Linked DNA regions of Mus musculus: regions 1 and 3 are each linked to region 2. The links are chromatin contacts, called in public targeted proximity ligation maps. All regions are on one chromosome and are shown on one strand. The core of a region is the stretch at or near the end of the contact, and the rest is flanking DNA. Distances in the headings are between cores, read along the strand shown.

Region 1 (3,151 bases), core at 238-2,737, 480 kb before region 2:
CTATCAGTTTAATTGATTTACCTGTTGATGGATAACCAGGTTAATTCCATTTTGGAGCATCGTCAATAACACTAACTTTAGTGTGTGCACGTGCCTCTGTGTGTGTGCACGTGCCTCTGTGTGTGTACACGTGGTCTCACACACACACACACACACACACACACACACACACACACACACACAGTAAGAAGACTGGAGAGACAGCTCAGCAGTAGTTAAGCGTACTGGCTGCTCTTCCAGAGGACCAAGGTTTGATTCCTCCCGAGCACCCACTTGCCACATGGCAGTTACAATTGTCAGTAGCTCTAGCTCAAAGGGATCTGACACCCTCTTCTGGCCTCTGAGAGTGCCAGGCACGCATGTGGTGCACAGACATGCATACAAACAAAAACAATTATACATATTAAATAATAAAATCGTTTTTTAAAAAAGAAAGAAAAGTAAGATAGAGAATAATACACACAAATAAACCAACATACACATATATACATACAAATTTACCTAACTGCATATGCTGCATACACTTTAATATGTATATTAAATATTAACAATTAAATGTGTATTCTCCGTCTTTAAAAACCAGAGGAAAAAGATAGAAAAAGCACAGTAGTTATCTAGTTCTGCATGAGACAGACTGGACAGCTTGAAGTTACACATTCTCATCTCACCATGTCCATGGTCAAGATCCAAACATGCCTTAGATATAAGTTCTCTGTAAGTCACATGCGCTGCAAGCTTGGTGGTGGCTGGACTTCACTCTCAATCAGGGCTTCCTGTTACTTGTGGTCACGTGACCATACCTTTTAAGACAAACACTACCATGCTTACACAGATGACAATACATCTGTCTGGCTTACCACCAGAGACCAAAGTCAAGCAAGAACTTAGGATGACCATGGCTGGTTTGAGGAGGGACACAAGGCCCAGGGCAGGGTCATTGTAACCACTATTGTGGATACTTTAACTTTCAAAAAATTAAAAGATTCTTTGAGGGGCCAGAAAGGTGTCTCAGAAGCTAAAGTTACTGCACAACCTGACAATATCCGTTCAGACCTCAGCACTGTGGAAAGGTGGAAAGAAGGAATCAATTTCACAAAGTCCTCTGACCTACACACACTCACACAGACACACAGACAGACACACAGACACACATCAATCACACACTCATATCAGCCACCCACATCAACACACACACACACAAATAAAAATTTGAGAATTTTAATAATCAACTCATTCAAATGCTGCCTTCACCAACTTGACAATGAACTGCTCCATGAACTGAAATGTCATCACTGCAACATTAACTGTCTCAGCTGTTAAAGGGAGACATAAGGAAGGAGACTCAGATCTTCACCTGCCCAGGTTTGGAAGCAGATGGTTTTGAAGGATCTAGTCCAGACATGCATCTCTGATTAGCTGGGAGTGTGAGCAAGGGGTGGGTCCCAGAAAGAAAAGAATCCAAAGTCTAAAGCCATAAAGATGTTCTGATTTCCACCTCTGGCTCTGTGCTGAGGCAGCTCTGGATGGTCAGGCACAGCTGAAGCCTACAACAGAGTTCCCGGGGCCAGGTGAGTACCCCCTCTCCACAGCAGAAACAAACAAGGGAGGGTCATCAGGGCCTCAAGTGGGGTTCAGTCTTAACACAAGAGATCAGCCTCTTGTGCTCGTCAGTCAGTAGCTGCAAGCTGGTGGTGAGTGGCTGAAACTTGACCCCCCCAGAAGTGAACAGGAACTGTTTATCAAGCAATGTCCACAACAGCTGGAGAACAAATGTTCCATGCTATGAAGTCCTGGGAAGTGGGGTTACTACGGGCCTCTCTCCAGGAAGGAGTCTGCTACCAGGAGCCCAGCCCACTACCCAGGATCAGTTGGTGATTCTGAGAGCTAAGAGGAATGACACCCCGTCCCTTCTAACCCTGGAACCTTGAGCACACAGAGAGACAGATTTGAAAAAGCAAAGCAAGGAAGACACTTGGGAAATTCCACCCTCTTTTTCCCATATCTTCCCTTTACACCAAGTGCCCAGCCCTGAGACCTCGAGAAAGTTTACTTTGCAAATGCCAGGGCCCCTTCTGACCTAACATAACTGAAAACCCAATCTTCTAAGGGTGGCTGCCAGCAGCCACTCTGTCACACTGACTCCATACCTCTCGGTACCTGCCTTTCTCTGCCTAACATGCCCATACATACATCTACATATATGTACATATATGTGCACATATTATATACACATACACACGTATGTGTAAACACACACTACACTACCCTCTCTGCTCTCTTGACTTCTTCTGCACTGTCTGCTTAGGGTCACATTCCCATCAAGATTTTCTCAACCTTCTAACCCAGACCTCCCATGGACAGATCTTATCCATTCTAGACATTCCCTGGCAACCAGCTCATTGCTCTGCAGACAAAATCCTGAAGGGCAGTCCTGTGTGCTCCCAGATAACTGTCTCCACACACTCTCCTCGACACAACCTTCCCAGCTATCAGGATCCCATAGCTGATTTCCTCCTTGCTCTGAGCAGGAGTCAGATAGAAGCAATGAACTCCCCATCCTGGAGATTAGAATGGGACCTCTCTTAACAGAAAACCAGACAGAGGTCAGGTGAGATTCAGGCTGTAGGGCAGGTATCATTGGCTTTTATTACTAAATTCTAACCTCTGGCCCTGGCCCAATTAATCTTTGCAGCCCACCCTCAGGCAAGCACTAGTGTTCCTGTGTATCCATAGAAACAGACTTAGACACTGAGATGCAGGAGCAGAGCCAGGGCTAGGCCTGGCCTGTCTGCTTGGAAGATTCATGTTCTGGCCCACTAAAAGGTTACAGAATCCTCCTAGCTCTGTCTCTGCCTCCCACAGGCTAAGGAAACGGGAGAGATTTGCAGAAAGTCTGAGGCTGAGTATAAATCACCAAGACCCTACGGTTCCTTAAGACACCAGACAGCTGGGTCTGTGGCTCCTCTAGCTGAGGAGCCTGGGAGAGAAGACCAAAAAATTCTCCCTCTGCCCCTCCCATCCTGCCAGTCTACCTTCACCCCAGGGCAGTCTGCCCAGTCCTGAAGATAAGGTGGGCAAGGTAACAGGGCACAAGCATTCTATGGGTTTATTACTAAAAGATGGACTCCAGGGAAAACCTAAGCCCAGGAGA
Region 2 (3,298 bases), core at 109-2,608:
CTCCCACAGGCTGAGACTACAAGTGTGTGCTACAAAGCGGGTGGGATGGCTCAGCTGCTAAAGGTGTTTTCCACCAAGCCTTGGAACCTGAGGTCAATCTCTAGGATCCACAGGGTGGAAAGAGAGACCTGACTCCTCCAAGTGGTCCTCTGACCTCCTATGCATACTATAGCACTCACAAAATACAAGGCTGTGCTCCACACGCAGCTTGTTAGTATTTAATAAGGTTGGAGAGATGGCTCAGTGCCTACTGCTCTTGTGTTTGGTTTCCAGCACCTATGTTGTATAGATCACAATTTCCTGTAACTCAGCTCCAGAGGAGGCCAACCTCTAGCTTCAGTGTGCATCTGCGCTCACACACATACCCCACTCAGACCCATAATTAAATGTAATAAAAATCTGGATCAAGAAAGATGGCTCAGAGCACTTGGGAGGCAAAGGCAGACAGATTTCTGAGTTCAAGGCCAGCTTGGTCTACAGAGTTCTGGGACAGCCAGGGCTATACCGAGAAACCCTGTCTAAAAAAAACAAAAACAACAACAACAAAGAAAGATGGCTTAGTAGTTAAGAGTAATTGCTGAGGACCTAAGTTCAGCTTCCAGCACTCATCAGGCAGCTCCAGGGCATCTGACTTTCTCATCTGATGTTAGAGAGTACCTGCACAGGTGTGCACATGAGTGCGCACGCGTACACACACACACACACACACACACACCAAAATTTGTTTTAAACCTAAAAAAAAAAGGTGCCTATTGTAGTACCCTGGAACACACAGGGAAAAGAACCAAGCTGTTAGGAGCAGATGTTGGGGGAGGGAGAGAGAAGGGTGTGGCTCAGTGGTTGAGCATTTGCCTTAGTGCGCATGAAATCTTGCGTTCAATCCCCGTGACAGATCTATAAAGCTGAGAGCAGTTCTTTGGGAACTCGTGCTTAGAGTCCTAGAACTGTCACTGTGACCACATTTCTTCTCCAGCTTCTTCTCTTCTGTAGATGTGAAACCTGAACCCCCTAACCTTGTGCAGGGGGTAAGGACTAAAGGAATGAATGCAGGGGAAGTGCTCACCGTGGTACTTGGCACCCTAGTGACACAGTGGTAGCCATCCATAGTAAATGATTAAGTCTGACCGTGCACCAGATTGCTAAGAGTCCTATGTGGATCTTATTTAATCCTTGTTTTCCATTTCCCCCGGTTGGTAGGAAATAACAGGTTGGTAGGGTGGGTTGTTTGCTCAGAGTCACAGGCAGGAAGTGATAGGACTAGGGTCTGAAAGGAAGCAACGGCCCCGGAGCTACCACACTGCAGCATGGCTTATAAGCTCCTTTCTCCTCTTCATCTGCGGTCTGTGGGAAGGCTACTGACTGGTGATGACTCAGTGTAGCTGCCCTCCAGTGGCTCCCTGTAGGACTAACTGTGTTAGTCACTTCTTGTCAAGTGATGCCTGGCACTATTAAAAAGGAGGCAAGGTTTGTTTTAGCTCATGTTTTCAAAAGGTACAGCCCACAGCTGGCTGATTCTGTTACTTCAGGGCTGTGGAAGCAGAGCACCTGAGCAAAAGGCTACGGAGGGCCAACACCTCATCTCATAACGGCCAGGCAGTAGAGGGAAGCAGGAAGGAACAAGATGCATCCTGGTTATGTCCCCAGGACCTTTTTCCTCCTACTAGGCCCCACCTTTTTTCACTACCTCCAATTAATGCCATCATATAATAACTCCACAAGGAATGAAGTCAGAGTCCTCAGGAGCCCCCCAAACCCATCATCTGGCAATGGTGTCCCCCCAGTATATGAGCCTGTGGGGGACATTTTATATTCAAACTATAATGAGTAGCCTGGGGAGTTGATTTTCACAGAGAGATGGCCACAGCCTCAGCCACTGCAGACTTAATTACTTAAGCCCTCCAAGTAGGACACAGGCAGCCAAGCTCTCCCTGACAGTCTGAGCTCAGACTTCCTTTGGGCTTAGGAAGAGGGGAGCAGGAGGGAAGGATTAGTATTCCCGTCTTGCTTTGAGTGTTTCCTCCTCTCCTGAATAACAGAGACAAAACTGAATCTTACAGGGTTGTCCTGTCACCGGCTGGCTGTTTTTCTCAGAGTGGGGAAGGAGGTTGGTCGAGTGTTATCAGGAAGTACATAGGGACCTCACCCCAGGGTCCCCAGTTTGGCTTTCACCCCATCACAGCTCCTGCTCCAAGGCTGTGGCAGAAAAGCCAGCATTGGTCCTGAGGCTGGAGAGCCTAAGGCTAGCCTTCTTTTGAGCCAGACCCACGGTCCCTGACCCTTGATGCAAACCATCTCTCAGCAGAGTCATGCTGTGGGAGGTTTTAGTGGCTAGTGAATTAGATACTGCGCCTCCTGTCCAAGCAGAAACAGGATGAGTGATGCTCAGAAATGTAATTGGGAGGATAGACTGTAATGGTTTTCACTAGACGCTGGGGATGGAGAAGAATGTGCTTACTCTTTCCTTGAGGCTCCCACTGTTTGCCTCTGCGCCTTATTTCATTGATTCCCAAGCAGTGTGCTAGACTCAGTACCAGACACAGAAAAATCAATGAATGAGTTACAGCTCACACCCCAGGGAGCACTGGAGAAGGACAGCTGAGTAAAAGGCCTGCAAGACCTCATCCGTGGGCCTCAGCCACTGACCCCCAAAGGCAGCAGCAAGACAGAAGCCAGCCTTGGGTGGGAGGTCTGCCTTTGCAGTAGCTACGCAGGCCACAGGACAGTTAAGGTTGTACACAGAATTTTCTTGTTCTGGATTCAGCTTGCCAATTGGGATTGCCAGACGGACTCTGAACCCTGCAGCCTTATCCTTTGCTGTGCAGCTATGATGAGATCGGCCATAGGCCTGAGATTGGCCCCTGGGTCGTCAGTGGTCATGAAGCTCTCATGGTGAGTGGTCACTCTAGTTTGCGTGCTTCTGAAGTCATACAGCATGAGACGAGACTACTGCATATCGCCATAGACTCGACTTGGAGCTGAACACTGGGGCAAAGGGTCTCCCCTCCTGTGGCTTAAAGGGGGCTACACAAAGCAGAGGGGCAGCCTATATTCTCTCAAACCATGAGTGTGAAAGGAACACCTTTCCTGAGATAACCTGGAGATTTGGCTCAATAGTCACTTCCTTGTCATTGCTTGCTGCAGTCTGACTGACACATCTTAGGACAGTTGGCTCATGGTGTGTCACTGGCCCAGCCTAGTAGGACAGACTCATCGTGTGTCACCAGTGCAACTAGGGACAGTAGACTCATGATGTGTCACTAGCTTTCCACCTCATTACTCTAGGGTAGTGTTTCTTCCC
Region 3 (2,963 bases), core at 135-2,634, 460 kb after region 2:
ACACTGGCCCACAGGTTGATGATTTTCAGGAATTGTCTCATTCTTATCCCTCTCAGTTGCCTGGAGTGAATCCGGGAGGAGAGGGACAATGACAGTCCTGGGACACAGAGAACCTCCTCTGCTGCCACCAAGTTCTTCCACTAGAGAATCATTCCCTCCAGTCTTAAAGACCTTCCGGGTACCCAATGTGACTAACCTACAATTTTGGATAGTCGAGGGCAGAGCACCATGGCCTCAACCTTTGTCCATGGAGTGGGACTGAAGGAGGAAGGGTCTGGGAAATTGCTTCACCACTGGGCTCTAGCCAGATAGTCCTTCAGGCCAGTTCCATCCCTTCTTGTCTAGACACGGACTGAGAATGGGAAGCCAGAGTCCCCAGGGGCTAGTCGGTGACTGGGGTGACTGTGCTTCCCGTGGAGGCCCACCCAGCCTGGCAAAGTCTTCCCACGTGTAGCTGCCAGCCCAGCAGAGGTGAGTCACTGGCCCTCAGAACAGTCTACACAAGTGCTGGATAAGCCACAGACCTCCAGGCCCTGCCCAAGCTCTGCTGCCCAGCCCCCAGTTTCTGATGGCACGTCCCTATCGCTAGGGACCCAGCCCTGCCCCAGGCTCTTGGAAGCACCAGAAAATAGTCTGTGACACTCAGAGCAGAAAAGAAACCCTCAGTACAACAGTGAGGGTACTTACCTGGGGCAGAATCTGCCCCTCACGGCACACCCACCTCTGGGGGCCCATTCTTCCCTGAGATCTATTTATTCCACAGACTGACCCAAACAGCCCATCCTCCGTGAAAGAAAGAGACCTCCTTCCCTCAGGCTCCATCTCAACTCTGGAGCCAGGGAAGGGGTCAAAGGTCAGAAAGAGCAAAAAGGATGCTAAGGTCCGCAGGTGGAATGAGACGCCAAGCCTATGAACAACGTCTCCCTCTCCACCGCTAGTGCCAGGCTCCACCCCGCCGGCTGTGGGTTAGCTTACCGTGGCGTCCTCCGCACCGTGGTGGCCGATGAGGCGGCTACCCCCTGGGTGCCGCTGTGCCCAGCGGCTGATGTCGTAGACACGGCGCTCGATGACCAGCCACTTGTCGCCTGGTAGGTCATGCTGGCGGATCTGCTCCCAGCGGAAGATGGGTAGGGGCGCCCCCAGCGGTGCGGGCCCCTCCCGCGGCCCGGGTCCCCCTCCGGGCTCCCCGACACCGCCCATTGCCGCTGTACACAAGTCCTCCGGACCCCGGTACGTGACCAAGGTCTAAGAGAGACACTGAGGGAGGCGAGGTGGCAATCAGGGGTCTTCCTCCGCCCGCCCCACCGGCCCCGCCCTGCCGCTGCGGCCGCCGTAAGAGCGTGCGCCTGCCCGGCTCTCCGCGCAGGGAACTTTTCCCTCCCTTATAACCGCGCTGACAGCGCTCGCCTCGCCCGCCCCTCGTCCCGGCCCCCGCGCTGGCCAGTCCCGCTCTCGCTCCAATCCAGGCGCGGCGCCTCCACATCTATTGGCTGCCCGGGGAGGGCGGTGTCGCGAAGGGGCTTGCCCCACCCTCGAGGGCCTGGGGCCACCACGCCCGGCACTGCCCCCGGGGCACTGCCCCCCCCCCCCCCCAGTTTCTCGGACTCTCGGCTCAACTGAGAAGGCGGGGGATGGGGACCCAGCGCGCACGGGAGTCCTGCAGGCCGCTGCGCCCAGGCACACCCGCAGGGGCCCGAAATGAGCCCAAGTCTGAGCCCTGAAAGGCTGAGAAATGTAGTTAGGGACGTCACCGGTCTTTAACCAGGCATCCCAGGTAGCTAGAAATGAGGACACTACCTTGGGGTGACTGTCAACAGCCACCAAACAATGGACCTCATCCCCCAGTAAACCCTCAATATCCACGCGAGGAAGCCATCTAAAGCAATCTGCAGGAGCAGATGGCCTCTCCTCCTGGCTGTACGCAGGATTGGGGATGCCCAGGTTGGCCACTGGAGGAGGAGCAGAGGACACTGCTGCGTGGAGGTCTGCCGTTCAGGAGATGAAAGAATGGTCCAGTCTGCAATGGGTGGCTTGCTTGTCACCACCTCCCAGTTCTCCCCATTCATGGTGTCACATTTTTGACTTATTAAATTCAAATCCTCTTGAGAGTGTAACTACGTTCCCAATTGTACGATGTTTCTTTGAGACAGACATCAGTTCCTTAAAAGTTAAAAGCTTTCACAACTGGCAAACTTGAAGGTCCATCAGAATTTCCTTGAGGGCTAGTTAAAACAGACTCCCGCACACCACCCTAGTGTGACTCAGGGCAGAAAGGTGAGGCAGACCTGTTTGTTGGGAGCAAATCTTTTCAGAACCTTAAAGTGTATTTTTTCCAATGTGCAAACATTTCCTCTTGGTCTACCTAAGGATTTGTAGGTGACCTGACCTCTAAGGCACCCCTGTGGATAACAAAACCAACCTGTGTTTCTTGCCTACAAAAAACCAGTATATGCATGTAACCTTCACATATCCCCTCATACACTTTAAGTCAGCTCTGAATTCTTAATAATGTCTAATGTGATGTAAATGCTCTATAAATAATTGTTCACTGCATTGTTTAGGGAACAATAAGACTAAAAAAGGCTGAAAGCATTCACTCCAGATGCAACTATTACAGGCCTAAATACACAGGACAAGGAGGAAAGCAGAGGCGAGCAATACTCTAAAGAATGTTGGTTAGATACCTGGGACCTGTGAGATGAGGAGAGGTGACATCAGGGGCAGCCTACGTACACACTGCCTCCATGGAGAGTGAGGAGGGTGTCACAGTCCAGTCTTACATTTGGGAAACTTCCAGAATTCTTTTCTGAACATGTCCAATCTACTCCTGTTCCATCTTAGGCTGCAGAACTCAGAGAGAAGGAAAATCCATGACGTGTATCACAGGCAGACCAGAGCTTGAAGAAAGGAGCCTCTTGGTTCTCTCTAGTTTGAGGAACTCTTGCTTTGCTTAGCCAGGACCA

What was found.
Region 1: a contact with region 2 is called in a targeted proximity ligation map of pancreatic cancer cells. A contact is called at or near these places in 7 of 39 promoter capture datasets (the 3T3-L1 cell line, the C10 cell line, frontonasal cranial neural crest and 3 more) and 2 of 130 datasets of targeted methods (effector CD8 T cells and pancreatic cancer cells).
Region 3: a contact with region 2 is called in a targeted proximity ligation map of pancreatic cancer cells. A contact is called at or near these places in 6 of 39 promoter capture datasets (3T3-L1-derived adipocytes, the HPC-7 cell line, cranial neural crest and 2 more), 3 of 484 Hi-C or Micro-C datasets (the G1E-ER4 cell line and embryonic stem cells), 1 of 130 datasets of targeted methods (pancreatic cancer cells) and 1 of 9 other capture datasets (adipose tissue).

What each region holds. Positions count from the first base shown.
Region 1 is chr19:10,973,036-10,976,186 of GRCm38.p6, reverse strand. Ms4a10 (membrane-spanning 4-domains, subfamily A, member 10) reads left to right here and starts at 1,487. Exons shown (of 9, transcript NM_023529.3): 1 at 1,487-1,568.
Region 2 is chr19:10,495,776-10,499,073 of GRCm38.p6, reverse strand. No RefSeq gene overlaps it. Among named protein-coding and RNA genes, the nearest start is that of Ppp1r32, 14 kb to the right of the region's middle.
Region 3 is chr19:10,039,969-10,042,931 of GRCm38.p6, reverse strand. It overlaps Fads3 (fatty acid desaturase 3), which reads right to left and starts at 1,384. Exons shown (of 12, transcript NM_021890.3): 1 at 976-1,384. The coding sequence starts at 1,200.